3 separate regions of the Mus musculus genome follow, and all the other regions are linked to region 2. A link is a contact called in public ChIA-PET and HiChIP or PLAC-seq data. All regions are on one chromosome and are shown on one strand. Each heading gives the region's core, a stretch centred on a gene start, on an enhancer-like site or on the middle of the called end of the contact. The rest is flanking DNA. Distances are from core to core; before and after follow the strand shown. Region 1 overlaps Maml3 (mastermind like transcriptional coactivator 3). Region 2 holds the start of Rab33b (RAB33B, member RAS oncogene family). Region 3 overlaps Maml3 (mastermind like transcriptional coactivator 3).

Region 1 (3,632 bases), core at 139-2,638, 480 kb after region 2:
GTGTGTCTGTCTATATGTATGTGTGTCTGTATGTCTCTGTGTATATGTTTGTGTGTCTGTATATCTGTGTGTGTATGTGTCTATGTGTCTGTGTGTGTATGTATGTTTTGTATGTCTGTGTGTATGTCTGTCTGTGTATGTTTGTATGTCTGTGTGTATGTATGTATGCATGTGTCTGTATGTCTGTGTGTATGTTGTATGTCTATGTGTATATGTGTCTCTGTGTATGTATGTGTATGTATATGTTTGTATGTGTGTGTCTGAGTGTGTGAGAGAGAGAGAGATGAAAATGGTAACAAAGACATAAGCCCCTCCTTCCCCGTGGCTCTATTCTGCAGCTCCAGATGTCTTTCTACCTACTGAGTTAAGAATTAGCAAACAGAACAGAATGGTTTTAGGTTCTTTAAGAGTTTAGAATGTCTTGTGAAGTAAAACAAATGATTACGGGGACCAAAGAGCCTGTCCAAAGTCCTACATGAAAAAGGAAGGTGGTGAGTGGAGGTGCTCCCTGCGGAGGCCAGAGGCTCCTCACAGTGGAGAGTCCCTTGCTGTTTCCTGCTTAATTTCAAAGATAACCAGGTGGGGGGAGGCCTGTTAAAGTTACACACACACACACACACACACACACACACACACACACACACACGGGGAGGGAGAAGGAGGAGGAAGAAGAAGAGGAAGAGAAAGAGAAAAGAGAAGAGACACACACAGACACACACAGGAAAACAGGTTAATACCCCCAGGATTCCCAATCATACTTGACAGACAAGAGATTGAGGATTTGACAAACAATGTGCATAAAATCTTCCTTAACCTAGAAAACACTCAGAGGAGAGGGGAAAAAAATCAACTCAGGAGAACCGAGGTTTTAAAAGTAAACTGTAAGAAAGGAGGAATGAAATCATGCTTAGCAGACACACCAGGCTGCAGGAGCTAGAGCCAGCACTGAGACAGCTCCTGTGGCCTCGCTCTGTTTACAGAAAAACCACTACCCTACAGCTGAGGGAAGGGTGTCAGGAGAAGGGGGTTGCTCTTTTCAATAACAACAGATTGGAAAAATACTTCAGTGTAGTCAGACAACAAAGGAAACATCTTCTCTAACTGGAGAGATGCAGCATGAGTACATTTCACCCACCCTTCTGCCTCCCAAAGGAGGTTAGAAAGAGAAAGCAGAAAAACCCCCAGCCTGGAGCTGAACCTGGATACTGAGCAGCAGAAACATCTGTAGGGAGGTGGGCTCCTATTGAGTAGGACTGAAGAAGATGAGGGCCCTGCATGGGAGTCGGGCTGAAGTAAAACGCAGTTCAAGTTTACTCGCTTTCAAGCTCTGCAAACAGGAGGGAGCATGGGCCCTGTCACTCCCCCGTACAGTCTGAATCATCAGTCAGCTCCCAGTAATGACAAGACATAGCCCTGTGGCATAACTCAACCTCAAGATTGCTGTGGGAGACAGCGGCCAGTTTGAAAGCACCAGGTGAGTAAACACATCACATGCCCCTGATCTTCAGTTTTAGGCTGTGGACACCCATCATTTGCTCAAAGGTTACGGCAGAATGTCTGTGCGAAGGTTTTCTAGGTCGAAGTGGACTTTCTGGAATAAGCTGACTCTTTTTATTACAACAAACGAGATGCTGAAAAGTATTCTTCTACCTTGGCACTAGTTCTAAGGTGCCATGAGCAGAGGGGACAGATCCCTCTCCTGGCTGCATGAGTAAACAAGAAGTCACCTAGGGACATTTCAAGATACGTGGTCAGGCAGTAAAAGGACTGTTGGGATGCTATCTCATTCAACTGGGGCACTTCTGTTAGCCTTGAAAAGGTCAAACAATGGTGAACCTAGTGTCGACCAATGCAAATCAGAGTCCCATCTTCTGCCAAATTAAAATAACAAAACAGAAAATAATAATACCACAGGACTTTAGTAGTCACTCCCATGGACCTACCCTTAGCCGGGCACTATGCTGAGAGACCTGTATTTATCAACATACCTAATCTTCCCAAGAGACCCATATGCCAGGGAATATCAACTTAGTTACCACTGAGAAATTGAACCCTTGATGAAAGTGGTAAAATGGGTGCTTCGATCCCCCAACTCCTGGCACAGAAGCTCATGTGTTGAAGGCTCCATTGGTAGTAGGACATTTGTTTTTGTTTTTTAAAAAAGAGTTAAGTCATTGGAGGAATATCCTTGGAGGTCCCTGGAACCCTGGGTCTCTGGGACCCTGGCCCTTCCTAGGGTCTCTCTTTCACTTTCTAGTGACCACAAGGTAAGATATTTTCTTTTTAACATATTTTCTCCAACCTGGAATACTGCTTTGTCATAGGCCCAAAGACAGTGGGGCCTGATCATGGACTGAATCCTTAGTAACTGTGGATTCAAACCATTTCTTCTTTAATTGGCAATGACCCCAGGTGTTTTGTCACAGTGAGGGGAAACTGATGCAACTGGGAGAGAGGCAAGTGACAGCTTCGAAATGATCGATGTGAGGTCACAGATACTGTGAGACAGAGCGTGGTCCCACACAGGGTTGGGGCACACACAGAAAACATAGAAGGACCCTTGTCTGCATTTTGCTGAAGCATCCTTGCTCATAAGTTGCCGTAGGCACCAATTTGCACACAGAGAAAAGTAAGACACCGAAGAACAAGGGCTAAGAAGAGGACATAGGATTAAGAGTTTGAAGAGCTGGCTGCAGCTGAAATCCTGCCATCATCAACTTGAAGAAAATAATCTGTACTCATTAAAAAGCAGAAAAACCTAAGTGGAAATAGAACAGGCGGGTCCTTCTTAGAAATCCTGATCATTACGGCCGTTGCTTCCTGGTACTCATCTAATGCCAGTTCCTAGTAGCTGAAATAATAAGGGGTTTGAAACGCACAGCAAAGCGAGGATAGGAACTGTTAGCTTATATAATTATTTCAGGGAAGGCCATGTAAGCTATCTAGAAGGAGAAAATGACCACTGTTCTGGAACTGCGTCTTTGGACTTCTCGGCCATCTTGCACATGTACGTACATGTGCGTTTACATGTATGCACGTGCACATGGAAAAGCCAAAAAACAACACATTGTCCCTCAGTGGTAACCCATCCTGTGACCCTGGATGGACCCTTCTGTCTCTGCCTCCCAGGCACTGGGGTTACAGACCTGTGCCACCACACCTGGCTTTTTACAAGGGTGGAGAGCTCCCTGCAGTGCTTGGATGGCAAGCGTAGAACCAAGGGAACTATCACCGGGGCTTCTTCTGTATTAAATGAGCTGTTTGGAACTGAATGGGGTATATGATCCAGCACTATTTTAAAGCCATCAAATCAGGCAGCCTGGGAACGACCCGCTGGCTGTGTACTTTCATGGCAGCTAACTGAGAGTCAGGGTAGCAAGGTGGTAGTCTCATGGCGCCCCAGCCCTGACCTTCTGACTCCTGCCCCAATATCCAGGAGAAGCCATGGTCTTTCATCCCCCACCCTGAAACCACTGCCCTGGTTTAAAGCCACCTGACTTTTTAAAGACAGGCCCCCAAGGTCACCTTAATCCAGTAACTCACAGTCATTTATTCGGCCTTACTGTCAGGGAGAATTTTTCATCAGTAAGAAATGGCATTGTTAGGTGGTGTTAAGTCAATTTATACTGCAG
Region 2 (3,623 bases), core at 727-3,226:
ACCAGGGCCCAACCACAATGTCCCACAGTGCAACACCAAAATGTTTATAAACAGTACAGTTCCTTGTATCACTTCTTCATGCCTCGGGTCTCCCATGGAGGCAGAAAAAGCCCAAGGGCCAGGTGTTTCCTGAGAGCACACAGAGTTGCTTTACAGAAGTGCTATGCACTGACGAGATTTAGAGAGTCTATTCAAGCATCCATGTCCACTCATTTCCACTCAAGTGAAAGAATGTTCATTGTGTTAAATATAAGCATTTTTCCTTAGTGGGAGAGAAAGAAGGCCTCTGTCTTAGTTATTCTTCTATTGCTATAGCGAAACACCATGACCAAGACAACTTAGAAAATAAAGCATTTAATTGGGGGCTTGCTTACATTTTCAGAGGGTTAGTCCATGATCATCATGGCAGCAGCCAGGCTGAACTTGAATCATGATTATCCTCCTGCCTCAGCATGTACTATTATATCATGCAGTTCTACATTTTCAATGGAACTTCAATAGGACCCAAGTCTCAAAATGAAATGTTTAAAATGCCCAGGATGTAAGCCCAATTACTAAGCATTCAAAGAATGCGGGAAATCTCAGTCCTCCTAGGAAAAATGCTGCCAACACTGCACACAGATGGTGAAATTATCTCATGAACTATTAACCATTTAATGGAGGTTAATTCTCATTTGTCTCATGTCTGTAAATTCAGGCAAAGTGATCAACAGCTTTCTTCCTGGGCTCTTTTCTAGGGATATTTGTATAGCAATCGTTTTTTGCGTGATAAAAAATATTTTTTTCTTCTTGTTCTAGGGGGAGTCTTGTTTGGTCTCCAGGATGAGAAAAGGCACCATCACTCTTCTGGATGAAGCTGGACAGATTCAGAGACCATTTATGAAATACCCGTTTCCTGCAGAGCATTTCCTGTAATGCTACCACTTACATCGGACAGACATCACCTTGGCCTCATGGCATCACTTGGGGAATGGGGTATACTCTGCCTCTCTGAGAAGGTGCCTTTTCTTTCTCACCTAGGAGTTTCATTGACAGTTCATCAACTGGCACTGGAACTTGTTGACTTACAAAGTTAACATGTCAGATCCTTCAGAGTTGACTCCAAAACGTCTCCATGTAACCACTAACATACTGTTCCAGCCTTCTCAGTACTGGGATTATAGGCATGTGGTATTACATTCAGCTTAAGTGGTACTTATTTTTAATTTTAAACCAATGGTAACATTCAGCCAGGCATAGTCTCACACCTGTAACCCTAGTATTCAGGAGACTAAGACAGGATTCCCACAAAAATCAGAGCCAGCCTGGATACACAGTGAGGTTCTAGGCCAGCTTTAGCTACAATATGAAAATCCTGGGGGGGGGGGGCTGGATAGGAAAGAAGGGAATAAGGAGATGGTTCTAAATTTGGATCCCCAGAACCCAAGGCAATGCTGAGCAGGCATGGAAGACCTCCTGTAATTCCTACCTTGGAAGATGGAGACAGAATCCCCAGAGCAAGTTAGCTACCAAGACTAGCTCTATGGAATGAGCTCTGGGTTTGACTGAGAGATCCTGCCTCAAGGAGACCTGGCTGTCCTGGAACTCTATGGAGTTGAAGAGAATCACAGAGATTTAAGACTTGTGTTGCTCAAACCAGCCGAAAACAATTTGTCTCTTTTACAAAACAAACTGAGCGGGTCGTGGTAGTGTACACTTTTCATTGCAGCACCGGGAAGGCAGAGGTAGAGGAGAGTCTCTACGGCCAAGATCAGGTTCAGGAGCTGAGTAGCCTCTCACCCTCCTGCCCACGCCGTTCCGCCCCGCTCCACGGAGGCCCGGAGGAAGCGGTGAGCACAGGGGATGCTCAGAGCCCAACTCCAAGCCCCAACCCCGGCTGCGACCAGGCGGCCACGACGCCACTGCGCCGCCGCCTCTCGCGAGACCACAGCCGGGCCGCGCCTCCTTCCTCTCCGCTGTCTCTCTCTCTCTCCCCGCCCCCGGGGGCTGCGCAGCTTCCTCCAGAGCTCGGGAACCTCGGACGTGGCGAGGCGGTCAGAAGGCTGGAGCGCGGCACATAGAGGTCCCTCGGGCGGACCTTCTGAGCCGCAGTCCAGCCAGGGAGCGCCGACGCATCTTTCCAGGTACACCGCACCGACTGGCGGAGGCCTACTGCGCGTGCGCCGGGGCCTTAGCGGGGCGCCACACCTGGGTGGGCAGGGGCTGCTCGCGCACGCGCGCCGCGGTGCCCGCGGGCTGTGGGGAGTTGGGCGTCGTTTGTCACTGCTAGGGAGCGCTGTCGCTGGCGTGGCGTCATTCCCGCGGCTTCTGTGCTCCGGCTCAGCTCGGGGCGGGGCGGGAGGATGACTTCGGAGATGGAGTCGTCGCTGGAGGTCAGCTTCTCGTCCAGCTGTGCGGTGTCAGGGGCGTCTGGGTGTTTGCCTCCCGCCCGCTCCCGCATCTTCAAGATCATAGTGATCGGCGACTCGAACGTGGGCAAGACGTGCCTGACTTACCGCTTCTGCGCCGGCCGCTTCCCCGACCGCACCGAGGCCACGATCGGGGTGGACTTCCGAGAGCGAGCCGTGGATATTGATGGAGAGCGCATCAAGGTGAGCCGGTGGGGCGGGGACGCTGTCTCAGCGGAGTGCCGCTCCTTCTTGGCAGGTGTCGGGACCTCACCCTGGGTCTGGGCAGGAGTGTGCGGTGCGCCCCATGGCGTGGGAAAGTGTGTTTGTATCTATCAAACTTCTGAGGCATTGTTCCTCCACCTCTAATGTACATCAGGTTTACCTGGGACTTCTTGTTTTTCAAAAAAGCACGTTCTGATTTGATAAGCTCCCCTATAACGCACATGCAATGAGTCTGTGGACCGACCACACTTTGAGTGACAGAGGTGTAGGGGGCGGTCACCCCCCCACTCCCACCCCCATTGCTTGAGTGAGAGTTTTGGGCTGGGAATCTGGGTGGTGGTGGTGGTGGGGTATAACCGGAAGAAACTCAGAAATTTTTCAAGCATAGAAAATTCCGTTATAAGTCGGGCCTGGGGGAACACTTCTTAAATCTCAGCACTCTCACAGAGACCAGGATCTCTGTGTTTGAGATCAGCGTGGTCTAATTAGTTCCAGGATAGACAGGGCTCTCCTGGATAGACAGAATACACAGAGAAACCCTGTCTCAACCAAACAAACCTCAAACACCCCAATTTAACAACAACAACAACAACAACAACAACAAAACCTCCGTTATATCTAGGAATTCTTTTGAGCATTGCACAGATGCTAAGTATTGTGGGAGTAAAACCTGTTGCCTTTGAGGCGTTTTCTGTATGATAACCAATTTATCTAGGGGGAAAAAAATCTGTTTTCTCATTGAGGCATTTATATGTGATGGTTCTTAGGTGGTTTGCCAACATCATATCTCTTGTTGCAAAAACAGACCCTCTCCCAGGTAGCTACTGAGACTTTGTAATCATAGTAGGAAGTCTAAGGCAGCCAGGTTGGGATTCTGAAGGGTTGGGTTCCTCAACTGCAGAATAATGATCCTTGACAAGTCAGGGGCCTCCTGATGCTGTAAACCTCGGCACTGTTGCGAAACTACTAAGGGTTACTTAATACTACTCCTTAAAACATATGAGATGGAGG
Region 3 (3,260 bases), core at 335-2,834, 260 kb after region 2:
TAAACTGCGGCTCCCATTGTCCTTCTTCATAAAGGACCCAAGAGGCTAGGCTGCGTCTCACTCTTCCTGAAGCTGGGACACCTTTCCTTGTCTTACACCCTGCCCTCCCCGGGACATTTAAAAGGCCCTTGTAGTTCTAGTTTCTTAGAAAGGCTGTGAGCAGTCCTGATTTTGGCGGTAGAGAGCCTACTTTGAATCAAGATAGGAATAGACATTCTGCATGCAACAGTTTACCAAGGCCCCAGTCAGTCAGCCAAGACCTTTCCAGCATGGCCAGAGTCTTCTGAGTCATTCTGGACCCTAATTTCTGTACAGAGCTCAAGGGCAGTCTTTGAGGGTTCTATAAACATTGATGCTTTCCTGACATATAGACTTCTTAGAATGGTCTTACTAGAGCTGCCAACGAAATCGAAAACAATGTTTGTACATTCAGAAATTTCATTAAAAAATTAATTTGTGATCTTTGCTCTTAAAACCCTAGTTAGTGGTCACAATGTTAGCTGTTGTTTTTAAATCTCTCTTTTACATTTAAGATTGTTTCTAAAAAAAAGCAATAAACTTATTTTAAATCTAGGAATACAAGGTAATATTTATTGCCTGTTGAAAGAAATAAATTGTGGACTCTGTCCATGCCATGGGATTTGCTGGCATTACATGTGACTGTTGGTGATGATGACAGCCTGGAACATGGAAGAGGTTCTTTATAAATCAATAACCAGAGTGGGGGGAGGAGGGGGCTGGCACTTTGGTGATTTCATTTCTAGCCACAGCTGGCCAGATTGCTTATTGGAAAATAAAAGTCATGGTAAATTGAGCTTGACGGTAACCAGGCTTGACTGTGTAGACCCAGTTCTCCACTTGCAGCAGTTAGAGTGTGTGGAGGCGGGGAGGTGACAGGAAAAGGAAGCCTGTCTGTCACAGATCCATCTTCCTTATCTTGGAGGGCACAAGTCATCTGCTGTTTGTGTGAGTGCTGCTTTCTGCCAGCTCCTGGGCTCTGTACATTCTTAGCGTCTCTGCATCGCCTCAAGTGCAGCCATTTTGCCTATCCTGTTTCTCAAGAGGGAACAAAAATCCGAGCCCCGCTGTCCACTAAGTTAATCATTTAATCTTAAAAACCCAAGGGCTGGAGAGAAGTCTCAGTGGCTAAAAACATATAATGCTTGGTTGGGGGACCTGCAGTTGGTTCGCAGCACCCATGCCTAGTGACCCCCAAATGTCCTACAGCTCTGGCTCCAGGGGAGCTAGCTAACACTTCTGGCCTCCCCAGACACCTATGGGATGCCCATACCCACCCCCATGTATACATATAATTGAAATTTTCTCTTTGGTCTTAAAAAAAAAAAAAGCTGCTACTGCAGCCACTTTCCAAGTGTTCTTAGCTATATGCGGCTAATGACTTCTGTGTTGGGCTATATGACAACACATCAGTCCTCACTTCCCAGAATGTTCTAACAGACAACTGCAATTCAGAAAACCAAACTGGTACCAAGAAGCCCTTCTTTGTCCCCTGATTCTGAGGTCACGATAACCTTTGTGGTAAAAGTGCTAACTGACTCTGCTAGAATGTGGCCAGTCTCTAGCATCCGGTATCTTCCTAGACCGCAGGGAAACACAAATATTGCCACCCGGGCTGTGGTGCAAACACCCTGAAACCCGAGACAAAGTGTCCACCTTGTATTTCCCTTTAGAAACATTGAGCCATGTGTGTCTTCAACCCAGCAACAAGAGACCAGAGGGTGTTTACCTTGTATGAGCCCCTCCCACTGCTACGCGCAGTTGTAACAAACTTGTTTTTTATCATCTGTATGTGACTACGCAGGTGTTTTGAGGACCAAGAACTACAGAGGCTGTGATAACCTTCCCCTGCTCAGGATAGCCATCAAAGTCTTTGCTTTACCCTTTTAGGATGCTCAGTCTTCCAAACTGTCATTCCAGCCAATGAACTGGCTGGAGTCCCAAGTGCATCGCTCTCTGGATGCTGCTTGTGACAGGTACTACGAATTCCTGTTTTTTTTTTTTTGTTTTTTTTGTTTTTTCTTTTTTTCACTTTTGGGACAAGGTCTTGCTATGTAGCCCAGCCTAGTGTCAACTTGTGATCCTCCTGCCTCATCTTCTTTTTTTAAAAAATTTTTATTAGGTATTTTCCTCATTTACATTTCCAATGCTATCCCAAAAGTCCCCCATACCCACCCCCCACTCCCCTATCCACCCACTCCCACTTTTTGGCCCTGGCGTTCCCCTGTACTGGGGCATATAAAGTTTGCAAGTCTCTCTTTCCAGTGATGTATTAAAAAAGTGATGTATTAAAAGATGGCCGACTAGGCCATCTTTTAATACATATGCAGCTAGAATCAAGAGCTCTGGGGTACTGGTTAGTTCATATTGTTGTTCCACCTACAGGGTTGCAGTTCCCTTTAGTTCCTTGGGTGCTTTCTCTAGTTCCTCCATTGGGGGCCCTGTGATCCATCCAATAGCTGACTGTGAGCATCCACTTCTGTGTTTGCTAGGCCCCAGGATAGTCTCACAAGAGACAGCTATATCTGGGTCCTTTCAGCAAAATCTTGCTAGTGTATGCAATGGTGTCAGCGTTTGGAAGCTGATTATGGGATGGATCCCTGGATATGGCAGTCTCTACATGGTCCATCCTTTCATCTCAGCTCCAAACTTTGTCTCTGTAACTCCTTCCAAGGGTGTTTTGTTCCCACTTCTAAGAAGGCTGCCTCATCTTCTAAAGGGATTAAAGATATGCACCTCCAATCTAGTTTTTAAATTCTTCATTTACTTAACGACCCTCAAGATGTTACACCTCAATAGTAAAAACAAATTATGAGGGGCAGTTGCCGAGGCAACCCCAGAAACATTCTGTGACGTGTAACAATGTAACCACCTTTTCCTATTTGGGCTGGGATCGCAGTTTCGAGAGGCACAGCCTGGTTGCTGATCTTTTAGCGGAAGCACATGAGCAGGAGAGTCTATCTGCTGACCAACAGACACAAAACAGGGGAGCCGTACATTTTGAAAGGCAGGGTCATACTGTTACATTTGGTAAACTTCATACAGTTTAATTTTGGCGAGCCTCAAAATCCCGGTGCTGTGGCTGGACTGGTTTTACGGCAGGCGCTTCCTTTCAATGGTCCCAGAGCGATTTTCTGCACATCATCTGCACTGCACACCCATCATGGCTCTTTTTCTCTCCACTGGCCCCATTTGTTCTCCTGCATTAGGCAGGATTAATTATTGCCCTAATTTCCTAGGTA

Evidence for each region. ChIA-PET counts read pairs in DNA pulled down with a chosen protein or histone mark. HiChIP or PLAC-seq counts read pairs in DNA pulled down with a chosen protein or histone mark.
Region 1: a contact with region 2 is called in a FOXA1 HiChIP or PLAC-seq map of pancreatic cancer cells. The contact joins the enhancer-like site here to the promoter of Rab33b in region 2. A contact is called at or near these places in 1 of 39 promoter capture datasets (liver) and 4 of 115 datasets of contacts at active chromatin or transcription factors (bone marrow-derived macrophages, embryonic stem cells, pancreatic cancer cells and 1 more).
Region 3: an RNA polymerase II ChIA-PET map of memory CD8 T cells shows a contact between it and region 2, with 64 read pairs. The contact joins the enhancer-like site here to the promoter of Rab33b in region 2. A contact is called at or near these places in 7 of 115 datasets of contacts at active chromatin or transcription factors (bone marrow-derived macrophages, effector CD8 T cells, embryonic stem cells and 2 more).

What each region holds. Positions count from the first base shown.
Region 1 is chr3:51,964,668-51,968,299 of GRCm38.p6, forward strand. All of the region lies in intron 1 of Maml3 (mastermind like transcriptional coactivator 3), which reads right to left. Among named protein-coding and RNA genes, the nearest start is that of Maml3, 140 kb to the right of the region's middle. Within about 2 kb of position 1,389, at least 54 of the 459 cell types and tissues checked have an H3K27ac peak or open chromatin away from gene starts, as enhancers often do. A contact at or near this core is called in pancreatic cancer cells, where this site is marked.
Region 2 is chr3:51,481,990-51,485,612 of GRCm38.p6, forward strand. Rab33b (RAB33B, member RAS oncogene family) reads left to right here and starts at 1,977. Exons shown (of 2, transcript NM_016858.2): 1 at 1,977-2,591. The coding sequence starts at 2,343.
Region 3 is chr3:51,743,712-51,746,971 of GRCm38.p6, forward strand. The region is part of intron 2 of Maml3 (mastermind like transcriptional coactivator 3); the gene reads right to left. Among named protein-coding and RNA genes, the nearest start is that of Gm46803, 38 kb to the left of the region's middle. Within about 2 kb of position 1,585, at least 106 of the 459 cell types and tissues checked have an H3K27ac peak or open chromatin away from gene starts, as enhancers often do. A contact at or near this core is called in bone marrow-derived macrophages, effector CD8 T cells and memory CD8 T cells, where this site is marked.